Linked DNA regions of Oryctolagus cuniculus: region 2 is linked to region 1. A link is a contact called in public Micro-C data. All regions are on one chromosome and are shown on one strand. Each heading gives the region's core, a stretch centred on a gene start, on an enhancer-like site or on the middle of the called end of the contact. The rest is flanking DNA. Distances are from core to core; before and after follow the strand shown. Region 1 overlaps PHF20 (PHD finger protein 20). Region 2 holds the start of RBM39 (RNA binding motif protein 39).

Region 1 (4,734 bases), core at 149-2,648:
CCGGTTCAAGACCTGGCTACTCCACTTCCGATCCAGCTCCCTGCTATGGCCTGGGAAAGCAGTAGAAGATGGCCCAAGTCCTTGGGCCCCTGCACCTGCATGGGAGACCCGAAAGAAGCTCCTGGCTCCTGGTTCCAGATCGGCCCAGTTCTGGCCGTTGCAGTCAATTGGGGAGTAAACCATCAGATGGAAGACCTCTCTCTCTCTCTCTCTCTCTCTGCCTCTCCTGTCTCTGTATAACTCTGACTTTCAAATAAAATAAATATTAAAAAAAAAGGTAAAAATGTCCATAAGTGGGTGAGCAATTAAATCACGGCAAGTCTGCATTCCGTAAGTTTAAACAGACATTACAAAGAATGAACTAGCTCTGTATTTACTGATATGGATAATCTCGAGACAACAGGAAGTTGCCAGTATATACCATATAAATAAATTGCTTGTGAGAATACTTTAAGGTTTATGGCTATAGGTTAAAGAAAAGACATTACAGGAGCCAAAGTTGTGGGCAGATGGTCGAGATGCCACCTTGCGACCCCAGCATCCAACATGGAAGTGTCAGTGCAAGTTACGGCTGTTCTGCTTCTCATCCAACTCACTACTGATGCACACGGGAAAGCAGCAGATGGCGGCCCAAGAACCTGGGTGCCTGCAACCCATGTAGGAGACTTGGATGGAGTTCTGGGATTCTGAGTTCAGCTTCGCCAGCCCTTGGCTGTTGTGGTCATTTGGGGAGTGAACAAGCAGATGGAAGCTCTCTCTCTCTCTGCCTCTTCCTGAATCTGCCTTTCAGGTAAATAAATAAATACTTTTTAAAAAAATACTACATATATGCATGCAGGAAAAAATACTTGAAAGCCAAAGAATGGCTAAGTGGAAGGAGAGCAATCTGCTAACACACAGTGCTGGTGAACCCTTCAAGGCACATCTCCGCCCTGGCCTCCACAAAAATCACTAAGCATTTATGCCACAAGATGGCAGAACTGCCCCAAACACCAGAGCTGGGTGTGGAGCAGCAAGCAGCCTCCTCCTGGCCTACAAGCCTCCTTCTCGTCAATTTCTCAGATAGTGACTCCATCACAGTTCAGAAACACCAAGGCTGTGGCATCTGCTAAGGACAGCAAACACTAAACAGTGACTGACGCAGCATCCAGGCCTCCAGAGGCCTCGCTGGATGTTTCTATGTTGATTCCGCCCTATTTCCTGCTTACTTACGTAATACATTCCTGGTCAATGAGTTTTCAACCAGCTCCCTCTCCCCCGGCAATCTTTCTGGGTTGTCCTGTACTTACCACTAAACCCCAGGAACACCATCAAGTTCCCAGATCCACATATTTCCTTCTCAACTACAGGATTCCAGAGGCACCAGCTAATCCTGGAGCACTAACGCCACTTGTACCACACACTGCTCGTCAAACCCAGCCACGTATCAAGGCGCTCTCTCTGCCCTGGGAGCAGAGCAGTTCTACGTCCCACCCTGCGCAACGTCCCTAAAGGGAAGGGCCCTCTTCACTTTATCTGTGCAGCATCCAGCATCTGACCAGAGGAAATTAGGTCCTAAGGGGAAGACAGGAGCTGCAGGCTGCATCACCAATCAGTAAGAAGTGCGGACCCTAAGTCACTCCTTCTTGACAAGTATTAGATCCTTTGTCTACAAAACAGGGAGAACACAAGGGTACCTCAAAAAGTTTGTAAAAGACAGAATTTTAAAAGTTTATTTTTGATACACAAAAATTCTGAGACTATGAAGGGTCCTCAAAATATTCAAGGAAAATGAGTATTATGAAGAAACTACAAATAGATTTCAAAATTTTTTGTGCCAAATAAACTCAATTTTTAATTCCCTTTTCCATTAACTTTTTCTAGTATCCCCATAATGAAATGTCAGAAGTAATCTAAATAATTAAATAACGTCAGCAGGGTCCAGGAAATAAAATATGGAATAGTCATATGATGAAACAAAATTATACATAATTGTAAAGACGACAGTAACTGATGTGGAAAAATACCATATACGTAAATGCCAAGGCACTAAATATAATTCGATTCTTGCGTTTTTAGCAAGTTTTATGTGTACATGCGTATGTGTGTTTTATATGCAGAGGTTACATCTGGAAGGATGGAACCACACACCAAATTGTACAGAGGTCCTAGAAAGAGAAGGAGGCGAGATAAAGGAGAATTTTTTACTTTTAATTTGTTTTAATTTTTCTTAGCATACATTAGCTGTGAAAGTTACAGCAAAAAAGACAAAATGATTCTGTATAAAATAATTTCTTAAATTCTGTGTAAAATAATTTCTATCTGCATTAATTCAAAAAGGAGCTGTGAAAACTCATCAAAAATTAGTATCTGGGGCCAGCGCTGTGGCTAATAGGTTAAGCCTGCGGCACCAGTATCCAATATGGGCTGCTGCACTTCCAATCCAGCTCCCTGCTGATAGTCTGGGAAAGCAGAAGATGGCCCAAGTGCTTGGGCCCCTGCACCTACGTGGGAGACCCAGAAGTTCCTGGCTCCAGGCTTTGGATTGGCCTCGCTCCCGCCATTGCACCCATTTGAAGAGTGAACTAGCAGATGGAAGACCTCTCTGTCTCTCCCTCTCTCTGTCTGTAACTCTCTCAACTAAATAAATCTTTTTTAAAAATTAGTATTTAATATTTTTATGCTGAAAAATAAAATTTCATTTAAAAGTCAACTTTACCCAAAATCTTTCATTTCTTTTTCCTTCTGACTTGAAACTGATGACCATACTAAACCCAGAGAGTCTGGAAAGATCTGAAGATTCATGCCATATTACATATTTTTCAGAAAAGAAAATTAATGAGTAACTTATATAAGTTTGAATATTTTAGAAAACATTAAAACATCTTTCTATAATAGTTTTGAAAATAGATGCTTTATCTAACCATATGTAGACCTTTTCAAATCCTCATAGCCAAAACGAATCTTAGAAACAGAATCACTGCATGAAAAACATAAGACAAGGACCAGCATTGTGGCAAAGCAGCAGGTCAAGCTGCCACCTACAAACAGTATCCCCTTATCAGTGCCAGCTCAAATCCTGGCTTCTCTACTTCCAATACAGGTCCCTGCTAATGCGCCTGGGAAAGCAGAGGAAAATAGCCCCGAGTACTTGAGCCCCTGCTGCCCATATGGAAGACATGGATAGAACTTCAGGCTCCTGGGTTCAGCCAGGCCCAGTCCAGGCTGTTACAGCCATTTGGAAAGTGAATCAGCAGATGGACAATCTCTTTCTCTCTGTCTCTTTCTCTCTCTCTCTCCCTGAAATTCTCCCTTTCAAATAAATAATAAATCTTAAAAAAAAGAAAAAATTGGACATACTTGAAACTGTGTTTGAAGAAAGAATTGCAATGTCATGGCAGAAATAATTAAGCTAGGCAATCATCAACCGAAAGTGCTATTCACCATTTATTAACTGGAAGGACCCAGAACATTCTTCAAAGGAAGTACCTCCCTGAGATCAAAGAGATCATAAGTTACTCATCTTTGTATATTTTCCTACTATACCATCCAACTCTTTCCTCTCCCCTTCAGAGTCCTGGCATATAGGAAATGCTTAAGTCATCACTGGAGGAATGACCTAATGAGGACGTATCACCCACAGTTGTACTGACATAAAAACACTTCCGGTGGATCTGACTGCTCTGGCTGGGAATAAAAAAGTATTAAATAAAAGTGCGCTGAATGAAGGCCCTGAGGGAGGAATGTACCTGCTGGGCTTACAGGATAGCAAGGCGGCCATGTGGCTGCGGTAGAGTCAGCAGGAAGGAGAGACAACAGGTGGCCAGAAGCAGCAGGGCCATGCAGGCCAGTGTAGGGACCTGAGGCACTCATAGCCAAATACTAATATTTCTGGGCTGCGGGAGACAAGAATGTTAGTTGTATTATTCTTGTACTTGTCTGAGATTGTTTCCAAATTTATGAATACACAAAAGTTACTCAAATAATATACTAAACGAACATGAAAACATTGTCATAAGTGAAAGGCAGTAACTAAATAAATCCCTGGTGACATTTGAAGAAAGGCCTGATTTAAAATATTTCGTGGTGGTAAAACAGAAGGACATCCTTGTTTTTAGGAATACTTTAAAAGATTAAAGGGAATAATAAAACAAATATAGTAAATTGCAAACATTTGGGGAAACTGGTTCATGATATATTCTTTACACTACTCTTTTATAACTCTGAAATACATTCAAATTTTAAGACTTCTTTAAAGTATGGGTGGGTGGGGCGAGCACATAGCAGTTAGGGTGCTTCTTTGGAAGCTTGCATCCCACACAAGGGGCTCTGGCTCTGAATGTCAGATCTGCTTTCAGTTCCAGCTTCCTGCTAAGGCGTCATAATGGCTCAAGTACTTGAGTCTCTGCCAGGCAATTAAGGAGATCCAGATTGAGTTTCCGGCTTCTGGCTGCAGCCTGACCCAGCACCGGCTGCTGTGGGCATGTTGGGAGTGAACCAGCAGATGAAAGATTCCTCTCAGTCTCTCTTTCAAATAAATAAAAGTAAATAGAGGGTGGTATCCGGCATAGAGGTAAAGATGTTGCTTGGAATGCTAGCATCCTGTCAGAGTGCCTGGCTTCCAATCCTGCTTCTGCAATGCTGTAGACATATAGTTACTAAGGTATAAACAATCACATTAATGACATTTAAGTAGTTGATTTTTTTTAACTTTTGGGCAAGGTAAAATTTTCTGTTTGCAATTACGTTACTTTT
Region 2 (4,768 bases), core at 2,134-4,633, 130 kb after region 1:
ATAGCACCTGGGTTCCAGTCCCAGCTCTGCTTGGAATTCTAATTTTCTGCTAAGCATACCCTGAGAGGCAGCAGATGATAACTTAGGTACTTGAATCCCACCCAAGTGGAAGATCTAGACTGAGTTCTAGACTCCTAGCTTTGGTCTGGCTCAGTGCTGGCTGTTGCAGGCATTTGGGGACTGATTAAGAAGAGAAAATACTTCTCTTTATCTCTTTCAACTACAATGAAAATAAGATTGAGGAAATTCAACTTATAAAAGGAACTGATGATTTAAAGAGAGATTAATCTGTTCAATTTGAACTTAATTATTAGTGAAGGTGATTAAAAAATTTTACATGCCTTTTTAAATAAATATTTGATTATGATTTAAAAAGTGCATGCAACAAAAATAGCATTTTTCTGTCCATAAAAATCATACATGGACATAAAATATAATTTTCAGCCAAATCCTCTAAGTATTAGATCATTACCTATCTCCCAGGCCCTGTGGTTATGCTGTGGCCTGAGATAAAAAACAGAATAACGATCCTAGAGATGGTCAATGACATTTTGCTGCAAGGACTTAAGAACAACATGTTAAAAGGGAAATTAATTTACATAAAAGCCCATGAGCAAAATGACAGAGGTTTTACAAAGTACTGTGAAGTACTGAATAGTGTAGGGGCCAGTGTTGTGGCATAGCAGGTTAAGTCCCTGTCTGCAGCATTGGCATCCCATATGCTTGGGCTCCTGCACCTACAAGGGCTGAAGTTCCTGGCTCCTGGCTTCAGTCTGGCCCAGCCCTGGCCATTGAGGCCATTTGGGGAGTGAACCAGTGGATGGAAGATCTCTCTCTCTCTCTATGTGCCTCTGCCTCTCCTTCTCTGTAACTGTACCTTTCAAATAAATGCGGTTTTTTAAAAAGGTGTTACTTTTTGATATTTTCTTTTAAATATAAAAAGTGCTTTTGTTTTAGAAATTGCATTCTTTAACTGGTGTTCTTGATTGTCTGCTACATACTTACTGTCATCTGCTGCCTTCCTGATTGCATCAGCAGGCAGCTGGATTAGAAGTGGAGAAGGTGGGATTTGAACCAGTGATCTGATATGAGATGCTGACATCAGAGAGTAGCACCAAAACCCATTACAATGCAGTGCAATACATTTTCTCTTAATAACTTTGTCTAGCAATAATTACAGTTAACTTTCTTGAGAACTAAATACTGGCCAGGCATGTTACAAATACTGTATCATTTATTGAACATCCACTTGGCTAGGTTTTCCCCTGCTAAGATCTGGGAAGTTAGTAAGCATTACTGACTGCCCTGGTTAGTCTCAAGAAGCTTAGCCCAGCTACTAATTATATTACAACCCCCCCCCCCCCCATAGGAGGAAATGAAAGATCTACTTTGAACTGTTAATTTTCCTGTCCAAGGTCACACTGCATTGCAGCAGCGTTCATGAACCAAGGTGCCTAATTCAGAATCTTTTTACCTTTATTGTTAGGCTCATGTAAGGTTTTTGCTTTGATGGCACTACCATTTTATTCTTTTCATTTTTATCTGTGAGGAAAAAGCCCTTAGTCGGTGACCCCGGTCCTGTTTTTTTTTTTTTTCACAGTAGTGACTAAAGAACAAGGGGCGAGTTGACGCTTTAACTGCCAGGCTTCAGGGGCTAGGAGCCAGGTCCTGGGGAGAAGGGGTCAGTTCTGAAGAAACAGCAGAGACCCTGACACAAGACCAAACTAAATTCCGCGGCCCAATAGCTGATCCACCAAGGTAAACAGAATCTGATTTTTTTTTTTCAAGTTCTCTCTGCTTTCCTCTTTCCAAGGGTGTTTCGAAGCCTAAATCCGGGGCGACGCCTAGCTCACTGGTTCCAAAAGGCAGAGAAATCTCCTTTTTATTCTACACCGCTAGTCCCCTACTACTGGACGGTCTCTTCCCCCCTTCTCTCTTACACGCCTTTCCCTCCGTCTTCACCCTCGGCGGATACAGTCAATATCATGGTTTTATCCTATCGCCCTGTGCAATAGGTTGCTTTATGGCGACCTTGACAGCCATCTGGGTGGGAGGCGGGGGTGGGGGGGGGAGGGCGGTTGGCTCTGCGGGGGAAATCTTCTGAGGGCTGCGAGGAGGCGCCACGAGGACGGGGCGAGCGCAGCCAGCCACTCAGCTTTGAGTCCTCGGCAAGACTGACAGAGAGTGCACCAACGGTCTTTGCGCCAGAGACTTGCGCTGTCTCGCGAGACTGTGCGCTCCTAGCAGGAGGGGGCAGTCAAACACCCCTCCGAATGGGGGATGGGAACGTCTGTGGCGCAATCATTGCGCGAGATTGGGCCATGGTCACTGGGGCCCATACTTAGATCTCGCGATATTTACGCCTCTCCGGGCTGGAACTCAGTGCTGTTTCTCGCGAGAGCCCGTGCTGAAGGCTCTGTGAAGCCCCGTGTGTTTGTGTGTGTATGTGTGTTGGTGAATGTGAGTACGGGGAAGCAGCAGCCGCCATTTCAGGGAGCTTGCCGACGCTGTCGCAGGGGTGGATCCTGAGCTGCCGAGGCCGCCGTCCTGCTCTCCCTCGCGGGCTCCTCTAATCCCATTGTTTCTTTTAGATTCGCTCGGGCCTAGCCGCCCTCGGAGCCCGATATTCGGGCTGGGCGGTACCGCGGCCTGGGCCTAGGGGCTTAAAGTAGCAGCAGCGGCGGCGGCAGCATCAGAAGCAGCAGCAGCCCCTTCCCGAATACGAGCAGCACAGGCGCCCGAAAGCCCGCACAGGTACGGAGGCGTGGCGGACTTGCCAGCAGTCCGAGCTTTTTCGAGGTTTGGTTGTCTGCTGGGCTGAGGGATACTCTTTTTAGCGACGGGGGGGGGGGGGGAGGGTGTGAGTCGGGATACAGGTCTTGAGGAACCTACGTTTTGGCCACCGCGCCCTTTTCCTTTCGGGGAGAGTCAGGATTTTGGGGGTGGTCACGACCCTAGAGAGGCCTCGGGCAGATGGCGACCTGTCCCTTCGAGGCCCGGGTCGGCCGCGACCTCCCAACATGGCGCCAGGCGAACGCTGCCTTGGCACACAACCCCTCCCAGCAGAGGGAGTTTCCCTTTGCCCCTAAAATGGCAGCGCGGGGTTTGCGCGGAAAGGGCGCTCTCGCTGGAGCCTCGCAGGTTTTGTTTCTGGACTTCATTGTAGGCTTTTTGAAATAAGACGTTAGCGTCTGTATTTTCATGTGTTTCGTTTAAGAGGCGCTTGAGATTCACTTACACAATCCAAGCCTTTAAAGTGCGTCGTTCGTTGTAGGGCTTTGGAAGGGTTTTTCTGAAGTTTCGCAGTGCGTTGGTTTAAAACACACACAATCGAGAAAATGTGTACTCACAGAATTTTGTTTTTTCCTAGGTGTTTAGAGAAAATGGCAGACGATATTGATATTGAAGCAATGCTTGAGGCTCCGTACAAGAAGGTGAGAAAAAACATGTCGGTGAGGTTTCTATATTTCTTAATTTAGCATTATTCACGAAACTACTGCTGAAATGTAAACTAACCTCCCCGGAGCCCTCTTGATTTATCTTATCAGAGATGCATTACATGTAACTTACAAAAGTAAATATATGCTATTGATGTAATAATATTGTGCAGTAGTTTCACTTCAGCGTGATGAATAAATGCCCATCTATCTCTCTTTGTAGACTTGCCTAACGATATCTCACCTCTACTCCCATGAATTCACCTTTGATTCCAGTGTGAACTGTCAATCATAAGGTAGTAATTGAGTGACTTATCGCTGTACCGTGGTCCCCTAGGTAAAATGACTCAACTAAGAATTACCAGCTCCAGTTTGGTATAGCAAAAAGGTGAATGTAGTGGTTTGGGAAAACAGCAGGGGTCCAAGAATAATAAAGCATAACCAGTCTGTGGCAAGTAAATCTTTTAATAAGTCTCATAAGAAGAAATGGGTGAGATTTAAAAACATACAAGACTGGTGACAGTAAATCTTCAAACAGGCAGGTGGCGATCTGCTGCTCAGTTAATAATTATTAAAATTCTTGGATCCCTGAATAGAAAAAAAATTTCTTTTAAAACAAGAGGCAGTATCACAGCTTAGAGTCACTTGATGACTGTTTTACTGTTCTCCATATTGTTTTATTTTCAATTAGGCCCTGCCATAGTATTTCACACTAAAAACTACAAAGGAATTATTTTGGCTAATAAAGATAGTCTTTGACCCGTTTCAGTATCACAATAAAGTAAACTGTCTTTTCATTCTTTCACCAGTTGGTGGTGAAACTAGCAGCATGCATGCATTATCACTTGTGTCACAAACTGTAAGCTTTGTAAATTAGCAATTATACTCATAGCTGATGTGATCAAACTTTAAACATTGCACTAAACCTTTTAAAAATAATGCATTTGTTTTTTGAGTGTATAGCACGACCATGTGGTACCAATTTGGATGAATTCTTGATAGCTGTAAATAATGTAGTTTCGTAATGCATATACTCTTGACAAGCTACTTTCTATTTTAATGTTAAGATTCTTATGTCTTAGTTTAACATGGATGTAATTCCATGTAAACAGGTATGGAAGTAGGAAATGTTTAGGTTGGACTGGTGGATTATTAATTGACTTTCTTGGGTTCTTGGGAGTCAACATTACTAAAGCAGTGTGAATCCCTGTTTGCTTCAGGGCGAGATGTGTGACAGAGGTGGCATCAAGCTCTTACAGTCCCAACCCTCCAACGGAAATGGGCGAAGATCTCAGGAATGGCATCGGTCACAGGAAATCGATAGTGGCTGG

What was found. A called contact is a pair of places that touch in the nucleus more often than the background predicts.
Region 2: a Micro-C map of ear pinna shows a contact between it and region 1, with 10 times the contacts expected there. The contact joins the promoter of RBM39 here to the enhancer-like site in region 1. A contact is called at or near these places in 3 of 6 Hi-C or Micro-C datasets (ear pinna, psoas muscle and an unstated tissue).

What each region holds. Positions count from the first base shown.
Region 1 is chr11:22,343,728-22,348,461 of mOryCun1.1, forward strand. The region is part of intron 8 of PHF20 (PHD finger protein 20); the gene reads right to left. Among named protein-coding and RNA genes, the nearest start is that of SCAND1, 49 kb to the left of the region's middle. Within about 2 kb of position 1,399, at least 4 of the 8 cell types and tissues checked have an H3K27ac peak or open chromatin away from gene starts, as enhancers often do. A contact at or near this core is called in ear pinna, where this site is marked.
Region 2 is chr11:22,469,943-22,474,710 of mOryCun1.1, forward strand. RBM39 (RNA binding motif protein 39) reads left to right here and starts at 3,384. Exons shown (of 16, transcript NM_001171335.1): 1 at 3,384-3,434. The coding sequence starts at 3,384.